Regions from separate parts of the Mus musculus genome. Here regions 2, 3, 4 and 5 are each linked to region 1. A link is a contact called in public HiCAR-type, HiChIP or PLAC-seq and promoter capture Hi-C data. All regions are on one chromosome and are shown on one strand. Each heading gives the region's core, a stretch centred on a gene start, on an enhancer-like site or on the middle of the called end of the contact. The rest is flanking DNA. Distances are from core to core; before and after follow the strand shown. Region 1 holds the start of Cbx1 (chromobox 1). Region 2 holds the start of Pip4k2b (phosphatidylinositol-5-phosphate 4-kinase, type II, beta). Region 3 overlaps Igf2bp1 (insulin-like growth factor 2 mRNA binding protein 1). Region 4 holds the start of Igf2bp1 (insulin-like growth factor 2 mRNA binding protein 1). Region 5 holds the start of Calcoco2 (calcium binding and coiled-coil domain 2).

What was found. HiCAR-type assays count read pairs that join an accessible place to other places. HiChIP or PLAC-seq counts read pairs in DNA pulled down with a chosen protein or histone mark. Capture Hi-C pulls out chosen DNA fragments and counts their contacts.
Region 2: a promoter capture Hi-C map of liver shows a contact between it and region 1. The contact joins the promoter of Pip4k2b here to the promoter of Cbx1 in region 1. A contact is called at or near these places in 1 of 39 promoter capture datasets (cranial neural crest) and 1 of 9 other capture datasets (liver).
Region 3: a contact with region 1 is called in a HiCAR-type map of embryonic stem cells, with 3 times the contacts expected there. The contact joins the enhancer-like site here to the promoter of Cbx1 in region 1. A contact is called at or near these places in 1 of 39 promoter capture datasets (embryonic stem cells) and 3 of 115 datasets of contacts at active chromatin or transcription factors (embryonic stem cells and neural tube).
Region 4: a contact with region 1 is called in an H3K4me3 HiChIP or PLAC-seq map of embryonic stem cells, with 9 read pairs. The contact joins the promoter of Igf2bp1 here to the promoter of Cbx1 in region 1. A contact is called at or near these places in 4 of 39 promoter capture datasets (the 3T3-L1 cell line, embryonic stem cells and hippocampal neurons), 2 of 484 Hi-C or Micro-C datasets (both in embryonic stem cells), 4 of 115 datasets of contacts at active chromatin or transcription factors (embryonic midbrain, embryonic stem cells and neural tube) and 2 of 9 other capture datasets (adipose tissue and macrophages).
Region 5: a contact with region 1 is called in an H3K27ac HiChIP or PLAC-seq map of embryonic stem cells, with 5 read pairs. The contact joins the promoter of Calcoco2 here to the promoter of Cbx1 in region 1. A contact is called at or near these places in 1 of 39 promoter capture datasets (embryonic stem cells) and 4 of 115 datasets of contacts at active chromatin or transcription factors (embryonic stem cells and neural tube).

What each region holds. Positions count from the first base shown.
Region 1 is chr11:96,787,837-96,790,517 of GRCm38.p6, forward strand. Cbx1 (chromobox 1) reads left to right here and starts at 1,299. Exons shown (of 5, transcript NM_001362560.1): 1 at 1,299-1,517.
Region 2 is chr11:97,743,333-97,746,013 of GRCm38.p6, forward strand. Pip4k2b (phosphatidylinositol-5-phosphate 4-kinase, type II, beta) reads right to left here and starts at 1,372. Exons shown (of 10, transcript NM_054051.1): 1 at 1,114-1,372. The coding sequence starts at 1,272. It overlaps Cwc25 (CWC25 spliceosome-associated protein), which reads right to left. Exons shown (of 10, transcript NM_026186.4): 10 at 2,138-2,681. It overlaps Mir8102 (microRNA 8102), which reads left to right and starts at 1,565; the gene lies at 1,565-1,703.
Region 3 is chr11:95,981,346-95,984,026 of GRCm38.p6, forward strand. All of the region lies in intron 2 of Igf2bp1 (insulin-like growth factor 2 mRNA binding protein 1), which reads right to left. Among named protein-coding and RNA genes, the nearest start is that of Mir3063, 19 kb to the left of the region's middle. Within about 2 kb of position 1,341, at least 105 of the 459 cell types and tissues checked have an H3K27ac peak or open chromatin away from gene starts, as enhancers often do. A contact at or near this core is called in embryonic stem cells, where this site is marked.
Region 4 is chr11:96,004,606-96,007,286 of GRCm38.p6, forward strand. Igf2bp1 (insulin-like growth factor 2 mRNA binding protein 1) reads right to left here and starts at 1,339. Exons shown (of 15, transcript NM_009951.4): 1 at 854-1,339. The coding sequence starts at 1,028.
Region 5 is chr11:96,110,615-96,113,295 of GRCm38.p6, forward strand. Calcoco2 (calcium binding and coiled-coil domain 2) reads right to left here and starts at 1,348. Exons shown (of 6, transcript NM_001271018.1): 1 at 1,323-1,348.

The sequences.
Region 1 (2,681 bases), core at 49-2,548:
TAAGAGGCTTGAATCTGGCCTTGGAAAGTTTGATCAGTTCTATTATCAGTTGGACATCTCAGTTATTCACTTAATCACATATTCAAGGAATTTTTACCAATAAATACTGAGAGTCAAAACGTGACCTTGTGGCCGGGCGTGGTGGCGCACAACTTTAATCCCAGCACTCGAGGCAGAGGCAGGCCGATTTCTGAGTTTGAGGCCAGCCTGGTCTACAAACTGAGTTTTGAGAGAAACCCTGTCTCAAAAAAACAAACAAAAACAAACCAACCAACCAACCAAACAAACAAACAACCAAAATGACCTTGTCCTTGCTAGAAACAAACACCAAGGATCCTGAGTGTCGTGGACACAATGAGTCATATGAAGCGTCTGTCCTTACTGGAGTTCCTAGTTCAACAATTAGCAGCAACCTACCTGAATCAGAGTAGCACCCGTGTTAAAGAATGACAGCCCAGCCGTGGTTTTTGCTTAATTCCGTTTCTTTAGACTAACTTGATAAAGGATGTTCACAGAGATGGAGAAATCCCCATGAAAGTCACCCACCGGCAAGGGCAATAAAGGGAAAACTTTGAATGTGGTGGTCTGTGTTTGTAATACTCGGCATTTGGGAAGTGAAAACAGGTAGATCAGACTTCCTTGAGACCCTGTCCACTCAACAGAACCAACAACCAAAAATAAAACAAGAATAGAGAGGGAAGGAAGGGGAAAGAAAAAAAGCAAATTCAGAAAGTGTCGATGGTGTCTACCTAGACGGTTAATCTACTGCTTTCTGAATGGAGCAGTGATTCAAACTGAGAGGTAGGAACCCCAGTCAGGTGGCAATAATAGGTAAGATTGCTGGACATTATTGAAGGTGATTTGATAAATCTCAGGTGACGAATACAATATTTTTCTTTTAAACGCAAACGGACCAAACATCAACGGGCTAGTTTCCAAACCTGCAGTGTCCTACTTTTGTAGACTGAGTAAGGAATACCAGCACGCGCCTGGAATCCAGCACTTTGACATTTGAAGCAAAAAGAAAGGCCACGAGTTCGAAGCCACCTGGGCTGCGTATCCTGTTATTAAACAAACAAACCCCACCACTACCCATCAATTTCCTAGACTGTAGAGTTATGTTCTAAGTAACAGTCGACTTCGCCTTTCCAGTCAAAAAAGAAAACAAAACTACGAAAACTCCCTACAATCCTTGAAAGTGGAGGTGGGCGGCGCGGGATTCGCGCGGTACTTTGGGATCTGTAGTTTCTGGCCGACTCTTAATCCCAAGGTGCCCTGCGGCGGGTCGTCGCGTCTGCGCAGTGCAGGCGGCGGGCCGCGCAGAGTGAGAGGCTCTTTTGTTCGGCTGAGGGGAGGGCCGTTAGCGGGGCCTGCGGTACGCCGCTTCAGCGGGACGGTCGACTTGTGGCCACACGGCTCTTTGCTCCTCTGGGCGCGCTACTCCCCTCGGACCGCCCGACGCAACGCGCGAGTAGCGCGGCACCGATTCCTCTCGGACTCTCGGGCGCTGCTACGAGGTGAAGAGGCGGGCTGGAGGCGGGGTGTGTGGGGGGAGGGGACGCGGCAACGGCGGGAGGCCGCGGACCAGCGCGGGCCGCTAACGGAAGAGCGGAGACCGAGGAATGGGGGGCGCGCCCCGGCCCAGCGCCCGCCGGGTCCGCTTCCCGCGCAGAGCTCGCGGGTTGCGGGAGTGTGGAGAGGGCGGGGCAGCGAATCCAGAGCCCGGGAGCCGAGTGGTTCGCGATGAGCGGAGCCAGCGGAGGGTTAGCTTTTCAAGAACTGGACCAAGAGCGTTTGACCCGAGTGAGGGACTCTAGAGTTGGGCGGGAGAAAGAAAACTTTGGGACGTCCATAAGGGGGACAGGTGCTTTTGGGTGTGCGTGGCAGGGACCACGACTTCGTACTCTCGAGGTTTAGAAATGTAACCTGAGAAAGCGGACACGGTGGCAATCGCAAGCAACCCCCGTAGCACTTGGAGGAAAGAGAGAAAAAGTAACCTGAGGATATTGGGTCCAGTTGCCACTATCAGAGAAGTTTCTCTTGCCAGAGTTAAGAAGAAGTAACTTCCAATAAACTTGAACAGGAGGATTTGGGCAGCTCACGGTGTGCTAGCGGGGAAGAGATTTGTTGAATCCGTCTAGGGGTGGGGGTGGGGGGTCAGGCATTTTCTTGACCTTGTCTAAAAGTGGAGTTGCTGGGATAGGTAGGGTAGAAGTCTAGAGTGACTGGTCAAATGTGGAAGAAAATAAAGGGTCCCTGGGGATGTAACTTAGTTGGTAGAATGTTTGCCTAGCCCACTGCACAGGCCTGAATTCAATCCTCTGTACCTTATAAATTCGGGCTGGGCTTGATGGCATTCATGTAGCCCTTGGGAGCGGAAACAGGACGATCAGGAGTTTAAAGCCTTGCCTGGCCACCAGGGGAGTCAAGAAAGGGTGAAAAGGCCACTTTGTGCCTTGTAATGGGTCTTCAGTGTGAGTTGGGAGGCTGTGGAAGAACACGTGTAAGGCAAGACTCATCCAATGAAAGAGATCTGTTCTTTGTGCGTAAGCCTGGGGGCCTCAGTTTACCTCTCAGGATCCAGGTAAAGGTGGAAAGAGCGAGCAGACTTCACAGAATTGCCCTCTGAGCTACAAATTAGGGAAATGGCAGGGACCCTCGAAAGCAGGTGCATGCCCACC
Region 2 (2,681 bases), core at 122-2,621, 960 kb after region 1:
AAGCAAGAGAAAATGAAGTCTCCCTGACCCTGGGTCCCTGGGTCATTGTTTGGTCTTGTAGACAATTTCAAGTGTTCAGAAAAGTCATGGAGCCTAAAGAATGAAATCCGAAGGAGACCCGACCCGTTATCCTCCCCCCACCCACCCCCATTCTAAACTTGTGGCTGGTGGAGTCAGCACCTCAGGTCTTTTCACTTCCTCTGTTTGCTCTCAGTGTAGGGACTCACAAAGAAACGGTGAGAAGGCAGAGAGCAAGCCACCGAAAGAGAGCAGATCCCAAACAAACAGCACATAAACAGAGCCAACCAGCTAACGTCGGCCACATCCAACTTCTTGGCAGAGGCTGCTGCACCATCCCAAAGCACCCAGGACCCAAAGGACCACTCATCTGAGACAGTAATCACCATTATCACACCCTGGAAAACCATACGAGAAGTCAATGGCTTTGAAACATCACAGAAGAACGAGGAAGATACATTATTTCCATAACCAAGTCTACACTCCCTCGGGCCTTGTGCTCGCACTTATCCTTCATCCATGGGAACACAAGTCAAGTGTCTGTGGTTTGGAGAAGTCTCTGCTTCTCCAGTTGATACGTCTTCATGAAGAAGAAGAAGAAAAAAAGGAAACCCAGAGAGGATGTCCACAGTCAGGGGTAAGGAGGCCTAGAAGATGGGAAACTTTGAGCAGCCATACCACCCAAAGGACCACAAACAGGAACATTCAGGCAAGCCAGTCCCACTTGCCCTGTCAACTGAGCAATGATGTGGTAGCCAGCTATAAGAGACAAGCGGAATAGCCATGCAACAAACACGCTGAGGGTAGAAGCAGCGTCGTTGCAGCACCCAGGCCTTCCCTCGGAAGCTCCGGGGTTGCACGGAGCCAGCATACGGACACAAGAAGCCAGAGGGGCTGGAGCGAAGGGGAAACGACGACGGCATAGCACGGGGACACCAGGCCTCGCGTGGCGAACGGGGAGTGCACGCCCGGCCGGACAGCGTGCACGGGTGGGCGGGCATGCAAGTGGCTCGGCGGAAGGGTTGCAGGCGTCACCCGCGGGGCGAGCGTGGCGAGGCCGGAGGGAGTGGGGGCGCGCACGGGGAAGCTGGTTACCGTGTGGTTCACCCCCCACATCAGGACGCTGAGAATCGGCTCGCTGGCCCGGAATAGCTTCACTTTCTGGCACACGAAATGCTTCTTCTTGGTCTTGGTTTTGCTGGCGCTGAGCGGCGCCACCGCCACCGCCGTGGTGCTGGTGCAGTTGGACGACATGCCCGGGGCGGCGGCGGCGGCGAAAGGGGGGGCGGCGGAGACAGCGCACCAGCGAGCGGCCCCAGGCCTCCCCCGAACCGATCCCCACCCCCGCTGCCTCACCGAGCCATGGTCGCGCCCGTCCCGTTACCTCCCCACCCCGCCCCGGTGGTTCCGTCCGCCCCACGCCCCGCCCTCGCTGCGCCGGCCCGCCCCGCCCCGCCCCGCCCCGGGGAGCAGGCCAGCCTGATCCTCACCCCGCCCCCGGGCGGCACCGCCCACTGGATCCCGGCTCTCCCCTCCCCGTCGGAATGGTACCGCCCGTCCCCGGGCGCTTGCAGCTGCCCCGCCCACTCCTCCTCTCCCGGCCTGAAGGGAACCCAGCCGGCTTCACGCGGGGGAACGAGGAAGACTGGGGATGGACAGCCTCGAGGCACTCGGCAAGAAGGGCTCCCTACTCGGACACCCTCAAGGCCGGGCTTTGACTTTGCCTCCACATGAAGTACTAAAATGGCGGCAGCGCCGCCGCTTCGGGAGGGGAAGAGGGGCCGGCATGAGAAGAAGCTGGAACATACCATCTCCACCCCGGGGGACAGAGGAGTAACGCGGCAAAGGGGAAAGGAAGTCCTGCCTAGAAAACCAGGGACCGCCCCCTCGCTCCACCCAAGCGTGGATCTTCCCACTCCCCTGGGCCGACGGCTCGCTCCACCCGCAAGGTACGCCCCCTTTCCCGGGGGCCAATCAGAGGAGCAGGCCGGGAATCCTAGGTTTTATGAATGGGCCGCGCGCCCACCCACCTGCCGCCTAGCCTCCTCTATCCCGATGGTCAAGTTTAGACACCACTAGCATCTGTAGACGCGTATTGTAATAATCCTTTCATTCTTGCTCCAAGAAATCTCGAATAAACTGCCCATGGTTTATTATGTAATTCCACTTGGTCGAAGGGTCTCTGTATCCGACACAAATCACAGGTCAACACTTGGGATATCAAGACTCAGTACCAGGCACGTGGTAGATCGCTCTACACAGTTACAAAAATAAATGTAGCCTTTATTACCAAGTAATAAAATAAAAGCCATAATTAACTATAACATAGGGCAGAAGGATGAGATGATTAAATGAATAATGTTATATTGTCTGGGGAGAAACTGAGTTTTAAGAATTACAGTGCCAGCCGGTCGTGGTGGCGCATGCCTTTAATCCCAGCACTTGGGAGGCAGAGGCAGGCAGATTTCTGAGTTCAAGGCCAGCCTGGTCTACAGAGTGAGTTCCAGGACAGCCAGGGCTATCTATACTGAGAAACCCTGTCTCAAAAAGTAACAACAACAATAATTACAGTGACTGGAATTTTAGTGCTTAAATCCAAACATATTTTAGGAGAAATTAGGAACTGGTAGAACAACGAAATGGCTTAATATATGAATTAAGAG
Region 3 (2,681 bases), core at 91-2,590, 810 kb before region 1:
GTGGGGTGGGGCAAGCAAAAAGGAATGCAAGGCCCTAACAGTGGGTGTGTTGGCCTTAGTTGTCCTAGGCAGTCCCTACCAAAGCAGGGTCTAGTGTAAAATAGAAGGGTCTCTGTGATCCACTGAGTCTGAAATTCTGAGAGCGACAACTCCTTGTTGACAAGCTACAGCAGGGAAAATCTGGGAATGACATAGCTAAAAGAGTGGAGCAGTGGTGTCCCCGGCTCCTTTAGCTATGTCACCCCTGACCCAAACCCAACCTCTTCCTCCTCAAACTCAGCACTCAAGAGGCAGGGGCAGGCAGATCTCTGAGTTCGAGGCCAGCCTGGTTTACACAATGAGTCCCAGGATAGCAAAGGTTATACAGAGAAATCCTATCTTGAAAAAGAAATAATAAAAAGCTAAAGGAAAGGTGGATCTGTTTGAAGGAAAACCTTGGTGGTTTGTGAACTTGACCTAACAAAGTTAGAGTAGATACAGTGAGGATTGGAAACAGTCAGCTGAGTCTGGAGGCTTGAGCCATGATTCCAGGCTAAAGCAGGACTGATGCACGCACAGGCCAGTCTATAGAACAGTAGGCCAGTCGGAAGGTGGCGTTGCAGTGATAGAAGAGGAGGGGAAGACAGACAGACATAACTCCACGAGTACAGCATTTGTCTAGCAGACACAAAGTCCTGCGCTCAAGTCCCAGGACTGCACGGATAGATAAGCCTGTCGACCCTCTGTAATCCCAGCACCCACAGTACTGGCAGGAGAACCACAAAGTCAACACCCGGTCCAGCGGCGTGAGGCGTGCTCTGTGTCAGACACACACGGGAAGCCAACAAGCCCATTGCTGAGTCCTTAGACCCCATTCCACCAGGTACCAGATCCAAGGACTGGCCAAAAGGCAGCTTTGGATCTCCCTGGTAAGGGTTTCTCACAAAACACCTTTGCTAACCAAATAGATACACCGAGTATGTTCAGATGGGTGAAGAATCTGGGAGAAAATGAACAGTGCCCAGCCCCGGACACCTCCCCCCAGGAAGTCCTTCTGGATAGAGGGGAGATGAAGGCAGCCTGCCTAGGAAGAAACAAGGCATACAGCAACCCCAGAACAGGAGCCTAGTTTGAAAGAACCCATTAGTGCAATCCCAGGTCAAAGGCCAAGACTTGCCTGTCCAAACTCTGATTTGGGGCCTTCTATTCAGTATGGCAGGAGCAGGGTGGTAGCAGTGAAATCTAATCTCTGCAAGGATGTTTGTTAATCCATATCCAGAAAGCAATGGCAGGCAGATTGGCTGGAATGTCTGGAATGTTCCAGGAGCGGGAGGGGGAGGAGGGCAGGTCTACCCAACCAATGAAAGAAAGACATCCCAGCAGCCCTCCCTCACCCTCTAGGGCATACACACCCCATCCTGGGAACCCACTCTAGGCTCCTCCCAGACTTCCTTCTCAGCAAAGCCCCCAGCCCTGATTAAAACCCAAGGGGATAGCCTGGAAGAGGACCTTTGTCTTCTAAGCCTGGCTTTCCACTGAGCCTGGTGCTACCTAATTCCTTTCAGGCCCAAACCGCACAGGGCACTGCTGGGACCTGTAACCTAAATTCCCTTGCTTACATTACAACCCCTTTGGATAACTTACTCATCCCACCTATGAGAGGCCCAGAGTTGGCTGCGTTAGGCTGGTGTGCTGAGGGCTTACAGTGGCTCTAAATCTGTGGCTTACAACTCTTTGGGGATCCACAGACCCTACTTACTTACCTACCCTTTCACAGGGGTCGCCTAGGAGCTGATATCAGGACAGAACATTACGGTTCATAACTGTAGCAAAACTAGCTACGAAGTAGCAACAAAAATAATGTTGTGGTTGGAGGTCAGCACAACCTTAGGACCTGTATTAAAGGTCCCAGCGTGAGGAAGGTTGAGCTGGCTTAGAGCTCCTGATGAGTGGGAGCACAACTCACACTTCCCAGGGGTTTCTCCTGGTGGGAGCTAAGTCCAGCAAGCCCCTGACAGTATTCTAAAGGAGACCTGGAGGTAGAGTGGAAGGGGCGGTGACAGTCATTGCTGAATCTAAATAAATGTGTTCACAATGACAGAGAAAGAAAGTCTTCCACTCCTCCATCTCTGCTACATTGACCCTGCTCCAATAAACCCGGGTCTACCAAGGCCAGGCTGAGTAGTGGTTATGTCCTATAGGTAAAAGGGCACCACACCTAAGCACTCTTAGTGCCGGGAGGGCCAAGCCCAGCTCCAGCAAGGAGAGAGAACCAGCTGCCCTGACCCTCTAGCAGCTATAGCGCCGCCAGCAGTGGCCATTAAAGGCAATGGTTAGAACAGCCAAAATGGTTCCTAAGTGCAAACAGCTTTCCCCTGTTCTCTGCTCGCTCTGACCCTCAGAGATCCAGCCTGGAGGGCAGCTCAACAGACTCCTGCTAACCAGGAAATTCACCTGGGGATGTGAGGACACCTGGGGATGTGAGGACAGGGAGGCCAAGCAGGGGAAATATGCCAGGAGAGATTTAAAGAGGCAGAGAGACAAAAGAACAACGCCATACACCCATCACACCGCCATACACCCATCACACCGCCATACACCCATCACATCGTATACACACATGGGGGTGCTTGGGATTAGGAGTATCTCTCCCGGGTCCATTTTATAGAACTGTGTTCATTTTATAGAAATGTGCTACCGGC
Region 4 (2,681 bases), core at 89-2,588, 780 kb before region 1:
AAGTAGAAGGAAGGAGACAGGCGAAAGCAGGATCGTTTCGCGAAGTGGGGCGGGAGTAGAGAATTAAAACTTTATTTTCCAGCAGAGCCACGGTGAAGGGCTTAGGCGACCAGGCCGGGTCGGGGCCACAGGGCTAGCGGAGGGCCCCCGGGGCGGCGCGGCCCGGGGCGGAGGGTCCCTCGCGGTAGCCGCGCGCCTCTCGGCCCAGCCTCGGCGTCTCGGGAAGCAGCATGGCGACCCGCCGCCGCCACCGCCACCGCCGCCGCGCCACCCGGCTCACGCCCCACTTTCAAATCAAAATGGCTCAAGCCCCAGGCCTTGGGCGGGAGGCGGGAGCCCCTTCCTCCCACGTCCTGCCTCAGGGCTTAGTCCCTAGTTAAAGCGGGAAGAGCTGAGGTGCGCGAACCCCCATCCTGGAAAGGCCCGGGACGGAGGGCAGGGGCTTTGGGGGTGCTCTAGCGCATGGGGGGCTGACTAGGGGCGGGGGGGAATCGGGGAAACCACGCCTATACCCGAACCCCAGTGTTCGTGAGACACCCCCACCCCCACCCCCACCAGTTGCCAACCGGGGCTCCCGCCCCGTCGGTGGGGAGGGGTGTAGGGAGCCGCCACGAGCGCCTCGGGCTGGGGGAAGGGGTGAGGAAATCCCGAATATCTCCGCGCCGGGAGAAGGCGTCGAGGGAGGCCGGGCGAGGCTGGGGACCGAAGACGGAGGCCGAGCCCTCCCGGACCCGGGAAGAGTTGGCCGGCAAGGAAAAGAGGAGCTGCAGGTCCCCGTTGTTCCGGGATTTCGTGTGTGTGTGTGTGTGTGTGTGTGTGTGTGTGTTTTCCGGGGAGGTGGCCGCGCTCTTACCCGAGAAAGTTTCGATGGCCTTCATCGCCCAGTGCTCGTCGGGGCAATCCACGAAGGCGTAGCCGGATTTGACCAAGAACTGGCCGCTGTAGGAGATCTTGTGCTCCGCGAATACTTTCTCCAAGTCTGCGGGGGTCACACTCTCGTTGAGGTTGCCGATGTAAAGCTTGTTCATGGTGGCGGTGGCGGGGCAAGGACACGGTTCCAGGCAAGGCCGAGCCGGGCGGGCGCGGGCGGAGAGCCTCCTAGGCCGAGAGGCGTGGAGACGGGCGGCGGGAGCCGCAAACTTTCTACGCACCCCACCCCTGAAGTTGTCCGGAGCTCCGGGCGGGTGGGCGGCCTGAGGGCACGCGGGGGTCACGGGAGAGTTTGGGTGAGCCCGGGAGAAGTGCCCGCCGAGTGCAGGGGAGGCTGACGACGACGCGGCGCGGCTCCTTCCCTTCGGTCCGAAACCCCTGCGAGCGGGCTGGTGTGTCACGTTTCTCCGCGGCCGCCCTGGCGCCGCCTCTAAATAAAATCGACTTGAAAAAAAAAAAAAAATGGAGCAGGAAAAAAAAAAAAGGCGAAGCCACGTGGTGACAGCCCCCACCCACCCTGCAGGGAAAGACCCCCGACGCCACCGGGCCCCTTGGCCCTCCAACCCGGACCAACCCAACAGTCTCCAATCTTGGGGGCGGCACTCAGCGCACCCCACGGGTAAACCAGGAAAGTGGAAGCAGAGTTCCCCCCCCAGCTCTCCTATCCCCCTCCCCCTTTGCAAGAACCTGGCCCCTAAAGCGGCGCCCCGCCCCCACAGCGACCTGCACGGGGGGGGGGGGTGGCGGGGGGAGGGCGGTGGCGACCCAAATCCCCCCAGTTCTTAGGAATAAAATGTACGGTAATTTTTTTATTCGTTTTGTGGAGACTGGGCTGCCCACCCCACCCCGGCAAACTGCTAGCGACTGACAGGCGGGGGACTGCCGAGACAGACAAAGAGAAGCTGAGGACTCTGGGGTCTTCAGGAGGGGGTCGCAGGAACCGGTTATTTAAAAGGAAAGACGCCTTTCCTCTACGTTTCTAAGTAGGGGGTCACTGTCTTTCCCGCTACACCGCTAGACTTCGCTGGCCTCCCGGGTCCTGATTCAGGGGACCCTGAGAGCGCGGGATCGGGAAGCTGCGGACACGGGACACGAGAGACAGCGCCTGAAAACGAGGGACCCGCAGGAAATCATGTTTCGGGATCCCCACTGGAGAAAAGCTGGCTTGCACCCAGTCCAGCTGCTGGATGACAACACTCCAGCATCCTTGGGGGAAAGCCTGCACGACCCGGCTCGAGAGCATCCTCGAAGATCAACTGGGTGGGGGAAAAACGACGAGGGGTGGTCGCACCACCGATCGACCCCGAACCGGAGGGGTTGGCTTCAGAAGGGAGGGACCGGGTTGAGCTCCGAGGTCCCCCTCGCCCTCCCCACGCAAGGAGCGGACAGGTGGCGTCGCCCGCCTGCGTCCGCTCTACCCGCGATGCACTGAGCGATGGTCCATGCGCAGGCTGTGGGTCTCAGAACTTAGTTTTGGGGTGCTGGATTTTGGAAGGCCGCCGGGGGAGGGGGTGCAGAGGCCCCGCCCACGTCCCCAGGTCAGCCCGGGGCGGGGAGGGGGTAATTTCCGCTCCGCGCTTGAGGAAGCGAGCAGCGGGGGAGGGGGCTGCGGCCCTCCCCCCTCCCCGTGGGGAGGGGGAAGTGGATCCGCCCAGGTCCCTTCCCTCCGCTAGGACCGACGCGTTCCGGATCCTCAGGCTCCGGGAGCCCGAGGGAAAGACCGGACTGGGCGAGGGGCGACACGTGGGCGG
Region 5 (2,681 bases), core at 98-2,597, 680 kb before region 1:
TCTTGCATGATAAGTAAGCTACAAAGACCTGATAGTTACAGGGCTGGAGAGTTGGCTCAATGGTTAAGAGGTCTTCCAGAGGATCTAGGTTTAATTTCCAGCAACTGCAAGGCAGCTTACAACTATCTATCCAGTTTGAGGACATGACACCCTCACAGACATACATGCATACAAGCAAAACGCCAATGCACATAATATAACAATTTCAAAAAGAAAAGACCTAGTGTATAAAATGTGTAGCCCTGGATGTCCTGGAACTCCCTGAGGTAGACAAACTGACCTTTGTCTACAATTTACAGAGATCCACCTGCCTCTGCCTCTGCCTCTCAAGTGCTACCAAGTGCTGAGATTAAAGGCATGAACTAACAACCGCCTGGTAAATGAAGTCCTTTGTTATATGAGTTTTTTCTTTTGCAAAAAATAAGAAAAAGGGCTCAGAGGTTGAGCACTGTCTGCTCTTCCAGAGGTCATGAGTTCAATTCCCAGCAACCACAGGGTGGCTCACAACCATCTGTACTGAGGACTAGTGCCCTCTCCTGGCTTGCAGGCATAAATGCAAGCAGAATACCGTGCACTTAATAAATAAATACATCTTGGGGCTGGATAGATGGCTCAATGGTTAAGAGCACTAACTGTTCTTTCAAAGGTCCTGAGTTCAAATCCCAGCAACCACATGGTGGCTCACAACCATCTCTAATAAGATCTGATGCCCTCTTCTGGTGCACCTGAAGACAGCTACAGTGTACTTAGATATAATAAATCTTAAAAACAACAACAACAACAACAAACAACAACAAAAACAGACGGGTCCTCCCCAAAGTTTAAAAAAAAATAAGAAAAAGTCTGTTAAGTTATAATATAACATCTCAAAATTATTCTTCTAAGCTCCATCCATGGTCACCTGAGGCACTGACAACTTTTCCACTTGGGCTGCCTAGAGCAACCTACAGTTACAGGACACAAGTGGCCAGAGCCCTGGAAGGCCATGGTGGGTGACACAGCAAGGCTAGGTTTGGAACCTCAGCACACTGGGGTGATGGGTCTGGGTACCACCGCGAACCCATACATAGGGCCACTGCTGCAGGACCCTGACTCCTGTCAGAGACGAACCCAACAGGTCTGGTCTCTGGAAAAACCAGCCAGAATTTCTCAGGACTCGAAAGGGGTCCCACGCCCTCCCAAACCCACTGTGGGTAATCGGAGCACTCCAAGACGGCCTAGGGTGATGCCGAAGCCCCCACACCCTGCCCTGCCTGTAGACCCTGTCTCAAGGTCTGAATTCCGGGATCCAAGGGCTCAATTGCACCCCTTAAGGTACTCACCAGGAACAGCAGCCAGCAGCACTAGCGCTGGGAAAGGCGGGTGGGCGAGTTTAAGGACTGAAGGGATGGGCAGGCCCGGCCCACTGAGTCACAAACCCCGCCCTTGCCGCGGGACAGCTGGGACATTTAGTGCCTTTTTTGAAGAGCTGGATTTGCCTTTTTTATCACCCCGATGGCAAACTGGTTTTTTGTTGTTGTTCTTGTTTGTGTTTATATTTTAATTTGCTCAAAGCTCATATCCTTGAAAGGGCATTGAGAGTTCATCTAGGGCTGAGCGGAGGTGGCACATGCTTTTAATCCTACCACTCTGGAGGCAGAGGCAGAGGCAGGCGGATTTCTGAGTTCGAGGACAGCCTGGTCTACAGCGTGAGTTCCAGGACAGCCAGGGCTACACAGAGAAACCCTGTCTCAAAAAACCAAAAAGAAAAAAAAAAAAAAAAAAAACCCAAAAAAACCAAAAACCAAAACACTTTGGTCACTAATAGTCCTATAGCTGCAGATCAGACTCTGGCATTTTAGTCTGATACACACACACACACTTGGTAGTAGATACCTCTAATTCCAGTTTTTAAGCACAGGAACACAAGGTCAGCAGTTCAGGGTTAGATTTGGTCGCCAACCAAGTTTGAAGTCAGCCTGGACTATCTGAGACCTTGTCTATTAAAAAAATAATGCTCACTCCTGTCCTGAAAGAAAATCTGTTAAACTCCTTTTTGGGTCTTCTGTGACTTGACTCAGAAAGTCTTTTTTTTTTTTTTTTAATCCCCATTTTATATGTATGAGGGGCCAGCTTTGAATTTATGGAGAGAAAGTTGCCCTTGTGCTCTAGAGCTTTCTGGTATCCTCAGGTCCTGAAGGAAAAGGCATGTGACTTCTTCATTAAAAGTCTCTTTACTGTAGACACAGAATGAGCAGAGTCTCCCTCCCCTTCAATCTTTCTTTTTCTTTTCATGTTTTTGTTTTGTTTTGTTTTAAGACAGGGTTTCTCTGTGTAGCCCTGGCTGTCCTGGAACTCACTCTGTAGACCAAGCTGGTCTCGAACTCAGAAATCTGCCTGCCTCTGCCTCCCAAGTGCTGGGATTAAAGGCCTGTGCCACCACTGCCTGAATTGTGTGATTCTTATCACAAGCATGACTTTGAACTCAAGGCAGTCCTCCTGCCTCAGGCTTTCAGGTGCAAGGATTACAGATGTGAAACACCACCATGGCTGCTACCTTTATTTTTTTTTGTAATTACCCATAGGAGCTGGGCAATGGTGGCGCATGCCATGTACAGAGAAACCCTGTCTCAAAACAAAGCAAAACAAACAAAAATTACCCAGAGGATACCAAATGCACGTTGCCTATGGAAGATTAAGTT